3 separate regions of the Sus scrofa genome follow, and regions 2 and 3 are each linked to region 1. A link is a contact called in public promoter capture Hi-C data. All regions are on one chromosome and are shown on one strand. Each heading gives the region's core, a stretch centred on a gene start, on an enhancer-like site or on the middle of the called end of the contact. The rest is flanking DNA. Distances are from core to core; before and after follow the strand shown. Region 1 holds the start of RSRC2 (arginine/serine-rich coiled-coil protein 2). Region 2 holds the start of SBNO1 (protein strawberry notch homolog 1). Region 3 holds the start of C14H12orf65 (probable peptide chain release factor C12orf65 homolog, mitochondrial).

Region 1 (4,707 bases), core at 1,058-3,557:
AGGGATCGAACCCATATCCTCATGGATACTAGTCAGAATCTGAACCACGAAGGGAACCGCTCGCTTTCTACTATTAATACACGATACTGTATCACACAACTAAAGATGACTTTGATTTTCAAAACTAACATTGGTCATTTTTCTTTCATTCTTGTTCTCACCACTATTCTTAAGGACTACAAAGACTATGTGTTGGTAAAGTTACACTTAGCAAAAGAGTAGCAAAAACGTTATGCACTGTTATCATCTCTGGGCAGGCCACTTTTCTGCCCAACAGATGCAGCTTTCCTGAATCACCAGCATATCTCCATTCACTTTTACAGACATCATGACTAGAGTCAAAAACCTTCCCATGGAAATGTCAGCGACTAGCCCAGTCAGTTAAGTTTTCAGTTAATACTTTAACTACATGCTTAACATCACAGAAGCCCCGAAATAGGGAAGTCAAATACTCTTGACTTAGGAGAAAGCACTCTGCAATAACTTACACTAAACATTTTCATCTGTTAAGAAATACTATAGGAAAACAAAAACCACTATATCACTAAAAAGACATGAATAAGTGGCCACTTAGCCCAAGCAAGACTTTTATTACTTATGGTAGCATATCAAAAAGTATCCAGGTAAAATCGATTAAGTATGAAAACTTCTTTGAAAATGCCTAAGATTTCAACTGAGGAAGGACCTACAAGCAAATCTTAAAGGCTAAATGCAAAAATGCTCTCCATTCCAGCATGTGCTCTATTAGAAAAACACCATGTTTTTAAAAAAATTACGTCTTCTTTAAAACCCTGATAACACTCAAGACATAGCATAGGAATCTCTTTCCAGTGCAAAGAAGGTACACTGGATTTAATAGTAGGCCACTTCTCCAGGGGATTTTTTTTTACTGAAGGAGGCACTGCAGAAACAAATGTTTGAACTGTTTTTAAAAAATATTTGAGCCCAAATAAAATAATACTATTCTTTAAAGTAGATTAAGAGGCCCCAAACACGATTTAAACAAAGAAAAACACCCCATCGACTAGCTGCACAAATAGCCTGCCAAGCGATTTCAAACTAGTTCTAAATCGGTTAATAAAAAAAGGGGTTCTAAATCAAATCAACTGGGCATGGGAGGAGGGAGGATCTTCCATGATTTCTAAATTCCAGGTACTCCAGTGATTAGGATGAGCTACAAGGTTTTACTTATGCTTCATTTCCAAAAACAAGAAAATACAACTTTTTAGTCAATGGAAAAAGAATACAAAATTCTCGCATTTTTCTTTTAACAGGATAAGTAAAAGGAAGTAATCACACAATAATGTGATCTATCAGGACTGGACATCTTATACCCAAAGAAGGTTTATTTTTCGAAAGTGGTGATTTAAGAACCGTACTCTCCATTTAAAATTAAATGGGCCAATGAAGAACTCTTAAGTTTAAAGTAACAACGTCAGCGACAGGGCTGGATTATGTTTCTCAGACTTCAAAATGACTGCATCGAAAGCCACTTCGGAAACAGAGCATCAATCAGAATTCGTAGTGCCAAAATCTTCTCTTAATTAAATCGAATTTTTACTCCCTTCCAGAAACACGTTATCTAGCTGCTAAGGAATAAACTAAAGTACACAGATGGAACACTAACGGAAATTATGCAACTGGAATCGCCTCCTAGCACTCAGGCAAAAAAGGAAAAAACTAAAAACAAAAACGCTACAAGACCGCTCGCCCCCCACGTTTCTATCCCTTACAGGCACCGCCTTTATGACCCAACACTTTTCACGGACGACTCCAGGTCCCACCGCGAACATATAAATGCCTAAGCCCTAACAAAATTCAATATAAATCACTAGACTAAGCTAAACTGCAGTCAGTTCGGTGGGCCAAAAAGAACACACAGCTGGGAAAGAGATGAGGAAAGTTCTGGAAAAAAAAGACACTCCCTGCGGCTCCCCACCCCCAACGACACCGCCTCACTTCCCCCTCCCTAAAGGAGGCAGCCATGATGGCGGGCGCAGAAGAAGGCCGCGGCGCCATTTTGTCCACACACAAGCTCGGACAACAGCTCTGGGAGCCCTTCATCCCTTCTTCGGACAGTAGCAGAGAAACATCCCTGACTTTAAACTCAGATTCGGCACCTACCGCCATAGTCCACAGTCCTGGCCGCTGGAGCGGCGCCTCCACTTGCCGCTTTCCACAGTACCGGCCGCCTAGACGATTCGCCACAGACTGAATCGCTCGAACGAGAGACCCGGATGGCACAAACGGGCTAAGGCCCGGCGCGTCGCACAGCCTGCTGGGAGGAAAAGGGGTGGTGATGAGTTTCTGTAGCAACGCTGTTCAACGGTGATTGGTTGTTCTTTTGAAGGGGGCGTGTAAGGCCAGGGATGGGGCGGGGCCAAGAACACACCCTAGAATGCAGTTTCCTGGTTCTCGGAACCGGTGGAATTTAGGGTGGGGCGACTTCCTATTTCGATTCTTAAGCAATCTTGGCCTCCGCTGGCTGCCGTAAAAGGGGTTGGGCTTGGTGATCTCCCGCCAATTTAAACCTGTGGGATGGGCCCTGACGCGTCTAGGAGCCGCTGTGGGTGTCCGAAGAGGGGCTGTAAACTTGACTGTTCTTTAGTTTCTTCAATTGCGGGTGAGGAGGGGGAACCGCGCTGTTGTAGCTTGCGGGGGGTGGGCTTATGTTGAAGTAGCAGAGGCCTCAGCTCAGTCCGGGGTGTTTTCCCCACTAGACGCTGGCGGGAGAGAGATTGGGTTCTTGCTGGCCCCGGTGTCCAGCTGAGAGCATTTACGGCCTGAAGGCCTTGCTGAAACTGTTTTTGCCTAATTCGTTCATCTTTTCACCCGGCAGCCAGTGTAATCTCAAATCGTTAATAAAATCACGTTCCTGGTCATCTTTCCCTCCCTAGCACTGAGGATTTAACCCAGTCTTGAGATTGGGGATTCACTTAGCTCCACCTATCTAGTTCCCGCACTTTTCCATTCTTGCTCAGGCCTGGCAGCCGCCCCAAACTCAGTCCATCCTCTGAGCCTTTGCACCGGGCCTGCATCTTTGTTCCCCCTGAGCTTTGCATAGTTGACTTCTTGGTATTAGGGTCTCTGCCCACATGTCTACAGTTGCCAAACAGGTCCTTCTTAGGCGTTCCTCCCCCCCTTCTTTTGTACACTCTTTGTAATTATGCAGTATAATAGTTAACAGCTGGTGTGAATTTGAGTCTACAAATTCGCAGATGAGTATAGCTACATCATCAATTCGCTTTAGGTGACCTTGGCCATTTACTTAGTCCCTGACTCATGTTTCTCAGCTGTAAAGTGGGTTGTTGTGTAGATTAAAAGAGTGATTCATTCACTCTTCATTGCCTACTCAATACCGCAGTATATTTTATTTTTGTATGTCCTTCCTGTGAGAATATAAATTTCATACTGTATTCTCAGCTCCTAGAACAGTGACTGGTATGTATTAGGCATTCAATAAACAGTTGTTGAAAGAGTTGAGTGTGACAGACCTGGGAGGCTGACACTATTTAACTATTTTTACAGAGATAGGACACTGAGACCCATGAAAATTTTCACTCCAACCTTTCCTTCCCATCTCCTCCCAACTACCACCCAAACATAGCCATTAAAGCTCTTGTTTATTCTAATATGCGTTGTTTCTGTACTCCTGTTTACACTTCTATTAAGAACTCTTTTCTTGGGCGTTCCCATTGTGCTCAGTGGGTTAAGCACCCAACTAGTGTCAGTGAGGATGCTGGTTCAGTCTCTGGCCTCACTTAGTGGGTTAAGGATCTGGCGTTGCTGTGAGCTGTGGTGTAGGTCACAGAAAAGGCTCAGATCCTGCGTTGCTGTGGCTGTGGTGTAGGTTGGCAGCTGTAGCTCCAATTCAACCCCTAGCCTAGGAACTAGGGAGAACAGAATGCCCAGATCCTTGAGGGAGACTAGGAGGGACACTTGGGGGCACAGCCGGGGGGGGGGGGGGGGGGTGGGGGCGGGGCAAGGAGATCCAGAGACACCTGATGAGAGTTTCAAGGATGATATTTAAGGGAGAATAACATGCAAGGGAGCAGCCCAACAAAGGGGCTGGGAGACCCAGAGAAGGCTTGCTTGTTGACTGTCTCCTTCCTCATCAGACTCAATTCCATGAAGATAGGGCTTGTTGTCTGTTTGTTCCCTGTTGTATCCCAAGGGAAGTAGCTGGCAGAGCTTCTGGGATGTGGTAGACATTCAATAAACGCTGCTGATGGAATGAGTGGGTTGTCACGGTGCTGGGGAATGAGTGACAAGTGGCAGAGGTGCAGTTGGCTGAATCTCTTGAGAATGTGGGGATGGAGATGGGGGGTGCAAAGCAAGGGGCCCAGACTCCTAAGGGGGTGGCCAGAGGAATCAGAAAACACCAGAGTAGCATCTCACTGGGAGGTGGGAGGGAAGGAAGAGTAGTGGAGGCCACTGACCCCACAGAAATGAATCTGGGGAGGCCTAGGCATCTGGGGACAGGGAAGAGACTTGGAGAGTGTTGGGAAGGAGAAAGTGGAAAACCCAATGCCAGCTGCCAGTGGCGGGGGCACCAGGAGAAGCAGTGATTGTCTGTCCATCCATCCATCCATCTATCCATCTACCCATTCATCCCAGCTGTCCATCCCTTCCTCCATTCCTCACTCATTTATCCATTCATCCTCCAATCATCCATCCACCCGTCCCTTTACCCACTTAGACCACCAG
Region 2 (4,707 bases), core at 639-3,138, 680 kb after region 1:
GCAAATAACTGGGAAAAAATGAAATCCCTCTGCATTGTTAGCTGACTTAAGTGTCTGCAACTGCTAAGAGGAATCGCACTAGACTAACTCGGGTTTGACAGCTTTCTGGACCCTCCTGGCAGACTCTTTAGATACCCTATTCTGTCTCTAATTCTGGCTGCCTGAAGAATATGAAACATTTAAATCAACATAAACTGCTAATAATCAACTTTCAAAGGTCAAAGGGGGACCCAGTTTTAACCTCTCACCAACACGTGTTCAGTACAAACTTCCGGGTGAGGTTACAATTGGCTGCGCAATTCAATGGATAAAAACGTTGCTTTATTTGACTCTCATTTTCTCGCCCTTTCTTTTCCCACGTTTCTCCACCAGCGACTCCCCAAAACAAAAGCCTCCCACAGTAAACGGAGCATGCACATAAAAAGAGTTCCTCTGTGCGAGGATCAAGTTAGTGGTCCGCAAACATTAACCAAACAGAAGCACAAAGCCGGGGTGGAAAGGGGAGGAGCTGGATGCCAGGGTCAGGAAAGAAACAATCACAAGGGTTCAGGAACATCCAAATCTCCTCCGCGGTTAAACCGACCCCAAACCACTTCTGGGAAACCACCAGCGTATACTGGTTTGGGGAACTTTAGATGCTCGTTACGCCAAACGCTCTCAAAGTAAGCAAATCCCGGACCGCCTTTCCCTCCCTATAGATTCTTACTTAGGGTCCAAGAGGCGAGCGAACAAGCTCCAGGCAAAATTAACCTAATCACTGGGTGAAGCGTGAAGGTGGCCCCACGTGTCCCACGTACCGTCCCTACTGCCCTGAGAGCAAGGTAACAAGCAAACCGTAGGTGTGGGGGTCCACATCTTGGGCAACCCTGTCGCCTTCCGCACTCGCCCCGAACCAAAGCAATCCTCCAGCGGAAGACTTTTGAAGGGTTGTGGAGCTCACTTTCCTACGAGTCCGGGACCTCGCATCCCCTGGTCGAGACGGGGGAGCACGGGGGGCGATCCCGGCAGAGCCAGAGCTGGCGTCCGCAAACGCTGCCTCCTCGCCCAAACGGGGTGCCTTCGGTCTGGGACAGCGGGGCCCCAGGAGCCCGACAGCCCCACGCGCGGCGACCGCAGGGCCCGGCGCTGACCGACGGAGGAAGCCAGCGCGTCGGGGCCGCGGCCGGGACCGTGCCTCCGAGGACCCCGGGGCACGCAGCTGAGAGGGCAGCGAGGGGCGCGGGAGGCCCGAAGCCGGGGTGAGGTGGCGGCCCCCCCCAGCCTGGCCCCACACGGCCCCCTGAGGAGGGTGGGAGTGGGAGGCTGTCCGGGAGGAGGAGTGTGGAGACATAAAAGGGCTACAGGGAGGACTTACTTTCCCCACAGGATCTGACGCTGGAACACCTTCTCCCGGGCGGCGACAGCTTGAAGGACCAGAGGCGACTGGAGCGGAGGCGGCGGTGGCGGCGGCAGCAGCAGCGTCCGGCTCTGCCTACCTCCCCGCCGCCATCTTGACGCCCCTCCCCCAACCCCCCCCGCCCCACCGGGAGGGGGTGGGGCGACGGATGAGGCGCCGCGCGCACGCAGCGCGCGCCGCAGGACCCACGTGACTTCCTCCCTCCCCCCCCACCGCAAACCCCAGCCCCTCTCTCCGCCCCGCCTCTCTCCTAGGTGAAGGAAGATGATTTCCCCCCCCATCTTGGCCGCCCCCCGCCTTTTCCGCCAAGCACGGACTCCACCGGCTCCCGCCGACCCTGTACCAGTGGTTGAATCCAAAGGAATTCTGGAACCCAAACGGTCCATTATCGCGGCTCCGGGGTGGGCGAGGGGTGAGGGGGCCGGGTTTCCGAGAAGGGGGAGGGGGGGAAGACGAAGGCCGCCTAGGAGAGTCACGTGTCTACTGCTTCCGCCGGCGTTTGAAAGAATCGCGAGAGTTCGTTTTCCCCTCCTTTTCTCCCTCGCGGCATGTCGGGAGGAAGGTCTGTTCTGGGTTGCCCCGAGCAGGTCAGCCGGTGGGCCGTGCGCATGCGTCCCACACCTGCTTTCAACGTCGGGCAAGGAGGGGCTCGAAGCTGTTTTCGAAACCTTTTTGGTGCGTGGCTATGGCTCAGGAAGTTACCTAGTGGCGTCTTTGTCACTTTGAAAAACTCGTTACCTTAGTTAATTCTAGCAAGAAATTCTCGTAATGATTTCTTGTTAGGCTCTCCTAAAGCACTTTATTCAATGTGAGACCGCAAGGAACTCGGAGCCCCTCTACTGCTCCGACTGCTACAATCATATCCTAATGAGTGAGAGCGCAGTCAGCTCGGTTTCCTTTTTTCTCGCGCACGCACACACACACACACCTGGTAACCTGAACAAACTATTGCTCTGAATTAATGATTGCTGCATATCTGTCGCTACCGCCTCTCACTTCCTTATTTTTGTATTATCCATTATGATGATTATTATTGCTACTACTTTTAAGTGATCTAACAGAATAAACAAATTAACTTCTTGGTAACCCTTTTGTAAAGTCATTCTGAGAATGCTGTTTGAACCCGTTGCTTAGGTAATAGGCACGCCTAGGTGATTCTTGCCCCCTACTGGCGGTCGCTTTGCTGTCGCCTTGAGCTCAAAGCAGACCTAGTCATTCAAACACTTAGTTGTTAAGGTGTGAGCTCTTCAAGAGACAGTAAGGGGCTAGAGGAAAGGAAAAAAAGTAGTCATGGAGAGAATAATTATGAATCTTTCAACTTAGTGTTTTTATACATAAATATGCATTATATATGTATGCATGTAAATAAACATTTTAAAATGCCAACAAATCACTTTGCTACTGTTACTTTGTTTAATCCTCACACGCACATTAAAAACCTATGAAGGTTGGGGGGGGGTAGTTCCTGTGGTGGCTGAGCAGAAATGAATCTGACTAGCATCCATGAGGATGCGGGTTCCAACCCTGGCCTCGCTCAGTGGGTTGGGGATCTGGTGTTGCCATGAACTGTGGTATAGGTCGCAGAGGGAGCTCGAATCCCACATTGCTGTGGCTGTGGTGTAGGCCAGCAGCTACAGCTCAGATTGACCCCTTATAATAATAATAGTTCCATAAGAACAAGGCCTTCATCTGTCTTGTTCCCTACATTCCACTAGCCTGGTTTATGTCTAGTGTAGATGATGGCAAACAAGCAATTACAAATCTGTCACGTTATGAAAAGAAAGAAATACGAAAGAATGCAGCAAAGAAATCTAAGATGTTGTAGTTAATGCTTCAGTGTCTTTGGAGCTTGGTTGAAACAATTCAGTTTCAAAGTGGCCCCCAGGAGTTCCTGCCGTGGCGCAAAGGGATCAGCAGCGTCTTGGAAGTGCTGGGACACAGGTTTGATCCCCGGCCTGGCACAGTGGGTTAAGGATCCATCATTACTGCAGATTTGGCTTAGGTGGCAACTGTGGCTCAGATTTGATCCCTGGCCCAGGCACTCCATAGGCTGCGGGGCAGCCAAAAAAGAAAGAAAAAAATAGAGGCCCCCAAACAAGTTGTACACTAGGACTAGATGAATCCTAGATTGTGAAACCCAAGGTCTAACCTAGGAACTCCACCCTTTGAGGTACTTCCTGAGCATCTGAGCCAGATCCTTGCAGCTATCTCTGCATAATCTCTTTACCTTGAACCAAAGTAAAAGATGATGTTTCAGGGGATATTTATAATACAACTATACACATGCACCCAAACATTATGCATAATGTTATTCATTGCCGCACCATTTGTAGAAGCAAAAGATGGGGAACGACCTTAAGGTTTTCTGAAGAAAAGGTTAATTCACTAAGCTGGCACTCTCCTATAGCGAAAAAGTTGTTCAAAAGAATGGAGCACTTTCAAATAAATATAAATTTTTGTGTATATATATATAAATATATATATATATATATAAATTTGGGGGTTCCTTGTGGCTCAGCGGGTTAAGGTTCCAGTATTGTCACGTCTGGGGCTCTGGTTACTGCAGTGGCACAGGGCCTGGCCTGGGAACTTAAGCTGTGGGTGCAGTCAAAAAAAAAAAAAAAAGATAAAAGAATGGAGCACTTCTATCAACAAGAATATATAATGATATATTTTGCTCACATATACACTTGCAGCATCTCAGAATAAAAACACAAGTAGCAGTTATTCAAGGGATAGGAACTGAGATATGAGGGTCAGAGGCCAGGAGGAAGACTAGTTTGGTGCATCCAAACCAGAGGTACTGCTGAAAACAGATGATTCAGAAAAATCTCTATTCAGACATGGTATTGACTCTCCTCCCCCACCCCATGGCTATTTACACTATACTTGTCACTTCATTCAACAAATATTTATTGAGCCAGATACCATGTTAGAGGTTAGGGACACAAGTTTAAGAAAAACAATTTGAGGGGAAGGTGGGAGTGGTTCCTGCCCTTGAGATTAATCCCCTTACAGTGGAGTCCACTTTAATTCCCTTACAGTGGAGTCCACTTTAATCCCCAAATTACACAAAATGTAAACTTGTAACTGTGACACCGCTACATACAAGCTAATAGAGCCTATTAAAGAGAAGTTTGACCTCCTTAGAAAGTCAAGTCTTCCTTGGAGTGAGAACTGAGGAGAGATTTGGAAAGTAGGTGTTCACTAAGCAAAGAAAAGATGGAACTGCACTTCAAGAAGAAGAAACAGGGAGATCCCTGCTGGACCCGATAAGGATCCTGCAGTTGTCACTGCTGTGGCTCAGGGCA
Region 3 (4,707 bases), core at 1,410-3,909, 580 kb after region 1:
GAGCTGAGAGAAGGAAAGAATGGGAGTGACTGAAAGGTCTGGGGTATCTTTTGGGGCAGATGAAAAGTTCTAGAATTAGTAGTGATGGTTCTACAATTCTATACTAGTGAATATACTAAAACTCACTGAATTGTATACTTTAAAAAAATTTGCAGTATGCGAATTATATCTCAATAAAAAAACTACAATAATGGTAATTTGCAGAAGTGTTTCTTTTCAGGTTATATTTCAAAACATGTTTGACAGGAGTTCCTGTTGTGGCTCAGCGGAAACGAATTTAACTAGCATCCACAAGGACGAAGATGTGATCCCTGGCCTTGCTCAGTGGGTTAAGGATTCGGCGTTGCCATGAGCTGTGGTGTAGGCCAACAGCTACAGCTCTGATTTGACCCCTGGCCTGGGAACCTCCATATGCCAAGGGTGGGGCCCTAAAAAGACAAAAAAAAAGTTTAATAATCAAAGTTCCAGACACAATTCTACTAGTAACAACTGGAATACTTACATGCCTTGTTCATGTCTTTAACAAGTTCTACCATATTATCTATGCCTGTTGATTCATACAGTGAATAAATGAATAGGAACTACTTAGTATTTAATTTGGTACTGAAAACAGCCAATTAAACTGTTAACAATGGCTTTTTCCCCATATACTATATGCATGGAGTACTTTTGTACTCTATTTTTTAAGAAAAGAAAAAACTCTATGCATATCCAAAAGTACTCTATGCATATGCTACTTCTTAAAAATAACTATTTGCCAGGTCAACTAAAATTTAACTGAAGCTAGATGTACAGAGATAAACTGGTTATAACAAGTCAACTCATGTAGTTTAAAAAAAAAAAAAAAAAAAAAAAAAGGAGCCATGGAGTAAGGGGAAAAAATAAAGAAAACCTATGCTGCTTACAAAACAGAAGTGTTAAGGAATGAGAAAGAGGAAAATTAACTATTATTCTGGTTCCTCTAGGTTCCCACTTTCTAGGGCCCGGTTTGACAAAGCAACCTTGAAAACATCAGCTCATAAAGGAATCATTTCCTTCAGGGACAGGTGTGAAAGCCAAGGGTAACCGGACCTAGCTAAATGATTTCTCCCCAGTGACTCAGCCCATCACCAACGACAAATGGGGTATTGAAAAAGTCAGAGGCTGCACCTTCCATCTGGCAACGAAAATACCGGAATTCAAATCACCTTGCTCTTCTAGCAGGAAAACACAAGCTCTCCAGGGAGGTGCATCTGCATGCAAATGATACCCCATCAATTATTTCCCCCACTGAGTTAATCCGGATGCAGTAGATGCAGATGGAAAACCATGTGAAATGCGATGAGGCTTCCCCAGTTTGGGGGGTGGGGGGAAAGAGCTGGGTGACAGCAGAGATAAATTTTTAAAAAACTGATATAGGAGTTCCCTTCGTGGCTCAGCGGAAAGGAATCTGACTAGGAACTGTGAGAACGCAGGTTCGATCCCTGGCCTTGTTAAGTGCGTTTAGGATCCGGACATACGGTGTAGGTCGCAGACGGGGCTCGGATCTGGCCTGGCTGTGGCTGTAGCCTAGGCCAGTGGCTGCAGCTCCAATTCGACCCCTAGCCTGGGAAACTCCGTATGCGGTGGGTACGGCCCTAAAAAGATAAAAAACCGATACACAATGCAAAATTTTAAAAAGCTGCTGGAGAATGTATATAAGAACTGAGACATTTTTGTATCTTCCAGCAACAAAATATGATGCTTTTGATGTCTCCAGCTCCTAGCAAAAAAAAGGAGTTAACGGGGAAAAGAACAACTGATTCACTGAGAATATGTTAACGAGGCGTTCTGCTTTGTTGGGAACCTGAGAAGGGGGACGGAAGGGATGATTTCAGGTTTTGAGGCCAGATCCTGACATTCTCGTGCTCACAGACGCACCGCAACTGCTGCTGGCGGCTCTCGGATTAAAGTAGGAAGGCGAGGGAGGACCCACGCAGTCGCCTCAACTGTAGACAGTAGAGAGGCCAGAGTTAAAGCCACTGCTCCAACCAATAAACTATAATTATAATCCCCCAAAAGTAAGCAGAGGAAGCTGAGCGGGGGGTGTGGGGGGAGAAAAGCGAAATCCCTCAAGCCCCCCGCCCCTCGGGAAGAGGTGCTCCGCGATTGGGCCGTGAGGATGTCACTCAAGGGCACAGAGTCTAGAAAAGGCTCACGTCCGCAGGCAAAGCCCCACACGCCCGCTGGTTTTGCTGCGGTGGTTTCTGCTGACCGTCGGCTACCCCCGCCCTAACCCATCAGCACACCCAAGGGTCCGCTGAGTTGGTGTCTTCGATATCGCGTCCCCTTTCCCCCGTGACTGGCAGCTCCCCTCAGGCCGGCGGCCGCTTACCTGGCCCCGGCTCTCACTGCTGATGTTACGATCGGGCGAGCGGCCTCTCGCGACCGTTAAACTCGAGGGAGCGTGCGCGCGCCAGACGTCTTAGATGCAATTGGCTGCCCGGAAGGGGGCGGAGACGGCCGAGCCGCGGCCAGCGCGTCGACTTCCAGAGGCCAGTCCCCCAACTCCCAAGGAAGTGGCTGTCGGATGCCTGAGAAAAGAGAGGGGGCGGGGCTGCTGTCAGGTCCTCTCATCTGATTGGCTCTCTGGGAACCTACTGCAGCTACGCGGGAAAGTAGCCTCTGTTTCCCGCATGCGCAGTTAGTAAGATGAAGGGACTCAGGTGAGCGGGGGCTGCGGCAGGAATACCGCGCGTGCGCAGGCCCGGGATCGCGTTTGCTTTCCCGGTCCTGCGATGATTCCGGTTCCTCCAGAACATTGGTGGCGGGAGGCCAGTCCTGAGGTCAGGTAAGCGTCTGCAGAGAAGCCAGGTACCACGATTGCCCACGATCGTCAGGGGCTCCTAGAGAGGACTGGGAACTAGTGCCCCTGAGTTTCCCAGTTCGCAACCCTGAATCGCTCAGCTCATTGACCTGAGGCCAGCCCAGACACCTGAGCTAAATTTTCCCTGAACCTGGTTTACCCTAGGCTGTGGGGATTGGCAAGGGCTCTTCTCGGACCTGAAGTGGGAGAGGAGGAGAGCCCACTTTTGTGGAGAAAACAGTTCCACCGAGGCCCGAGGGCACATGAGCGATGCTCATTTACTCTTTAGGCAGAGCCTTAGGGAGCTGTTAGTGCGCAGCAGGGCTTATTTCAGGCATGGTGGGTGTTCTGCTCTTGCCAGTCCTTTGAAAGGACCAAGGAGAACCCGCATCCCTCCCCGTGGGCCCCCAGCCCGTCTTACACGCGCTGTTCAGTTCTTATTCTTCAGACGAAAGGTTCTTAACCTTTAAGGTACTTCTAGCTGTTAGATTTCCCTTCAGGTGACCTGAGCACACAAGAAAGGGACTTTGCTAGCCCTGTCGTTGAGAAGCCAGGATGGAGAAGATATTTGCCCTTGGAATAGCAAATCTGTGAAGAGACCTTCCATCTGATCTGAGCCTCTTAAGAATACCTAGAATTTTGTTTCAACAGTAAAAATTCAGTCTACCCGAAACTCCATGTGTGAAACATTTCAAGTTTAAATAAATGAAATCCTCCCTCCCCAGTTGTGTAAATCCCCAATCAGTACTGTATGTGTAATACTTAACCAAAATTTAAAAAAAAAAAAATTTTTTTTTTTCTAGCTTACTGCTTGTAGCAGCTTGAAGTAAGATCTCAGCTTCCAGACCAGGGATTGAACCCCAGGCGGTGAATGAGCCAAATTCTAGCCACTAGACCTCCAAGGAACTCCCAAATCAAATTATTTTTAAGCACATGGCTTTCTTTTCAGTGACCATGTTTCAAGCCCCCCCCCCACAAAAGTTTTATCACTAATTTCAGTTGGTTACAAAATTTCTATTTGAGAATTTTGCACTCACAGAAAGATGGGAACGGGAATTCCTGAGACAGTTCTAGGCAGAGGGAGGTATGTTTTCTTGCAAGAAAAATGTTAAGTCCAAAATCAAGTAACGGGGGAGTTCCTGTTGTGGCTCAGCAGTAACAAACCTGACTAATATCCATGAGGATGCATATTTGATCTCTGGCCTCACTCAGTGGGTTAAGGATCCAGCGTTGCCGTTAGCTGCAGTGTAGATTGCACTCTGCTGGGATCCCACGTGGCTGTGGCTGTGGCTGTGGTGTAGGACGGCAGGTACAGCTCCAGTTTGACCTCTAGCCTGGAAACCTGTATGCAGAGGGTGAGGCCCTAAAAAGCCAAAAAAAAAAAAAAAAAAAAAAAAAATCGAGTAATGTAGATTAACAATACAGGAGACAGGAGATCATTGCTTTTTGCTACAAAATCAAATGGACTTTGTTTAGTTTGAGTGTGTTTTTGTTTTTTGTATTTGGCAGTGTGCTTTTATTATTATAGTTGTGGGTTTGTTTGTTTGTTTTTTGTCCTTTTTTAGGGGCACATCTGCAGCATATGGAGGTTCCCAGGCTAGGGGTCAAATGGGAGCTGTTGCTGCCAGCCTACGCCAGAGCCACAGCAACACCAGATCCGAGCCCCCATCTGTGACCTACACCACAGCTCACAGCAGTGCCAGATCCTTAACTCACTGAGCAAGGCCAGGGATCGAACCCACAACCTCATGGTTCCTAGTCAGATTCATTTCCGCTACGCCACGACGGGAGCTCCTGGCAGTGTGATTTTAGATAACTTTCCAAAAAAATCTGTTAATGTCTTAATAAGCCAACATGTTCAGGAGCTAGTATTCTGATTAATG

The links. Promoter capture Hi-C pulls out the DNA fragments that hold promoters and counts their contacts.
Region 2: a contact with region 1 is called in a promoter capture Hi-C map of liver, with 6 times the contacts expected there. The contact joins the promoter of SBNO1 here to the promoter of RSRC2 in region 1. A contact is called at or near these places in 2 of 5 promoter capture datasets (fetal liver and liver) and 1 of 2 datasets of contacts at active chromatin or transcription factors (alveolar macrophages).
Region 3: a promoter capture Hi-C map of liver shows a contact between it and region 1, with 2.5 times the contacts expected there. The contact joins the promoter of C14H12orf65 here to the promoter of RSRC2 in region 1. A contact is called at or near these places in 1 of 5 promoter capture datasets (liver), 1 of 47 Hi-C or Micro-C datasets (liver) and 1 of 2 datasets of contacts at active chromatin or transcription factors (alveolar macrophages).

What each region holds. Positions count from the first base shown.
Region 1 is chr14:30,239,663-30,244,369 of Sscrofa11.1, reverse strand. It overlaps RSRC2 (arginine/serine-rich coiled-coil protein 2), which reads right to left and starts at 2,307. Exons shown (of 10, transcript XM_013982805.2): 1 at 2,125-2,307. The coding sequence starts at 2,130. KNTC1 (kinetochore-associated protein 1) reads left to right here and starts at 2,382. Exons shown (of 65, transcript XR_002338925.1): 1 at 2,382-2,623.
Region 2 is chr14:29,556,284-29,560,990 of Sscrofa11.1, reverse strand. SBNO1 (protein strawberry notch homolog 1) reads right to left here and starts at 1,888. Exons shown (of 31, transcript XM_021073996.1): 1 at 1,355-1,888.
Region 3 is chr14:29,656,858-29,661,564 of Sscrofa11.1, reverse strand. C14H12orf65 (probable peptide chain release factor C12orf65 homolog, mitochondrial) reads left to right here and starts at 2,659. Exons shown (of 4, transcript XM_001928287.6): 1 at 2,659-2,809. MPHOSPH9 (M-phase phosphoprotein 9) reads right to left here and starts at 2,537. Exons shown (of 24, transcript XM_021074060.1): 1 at 2,354-2,537.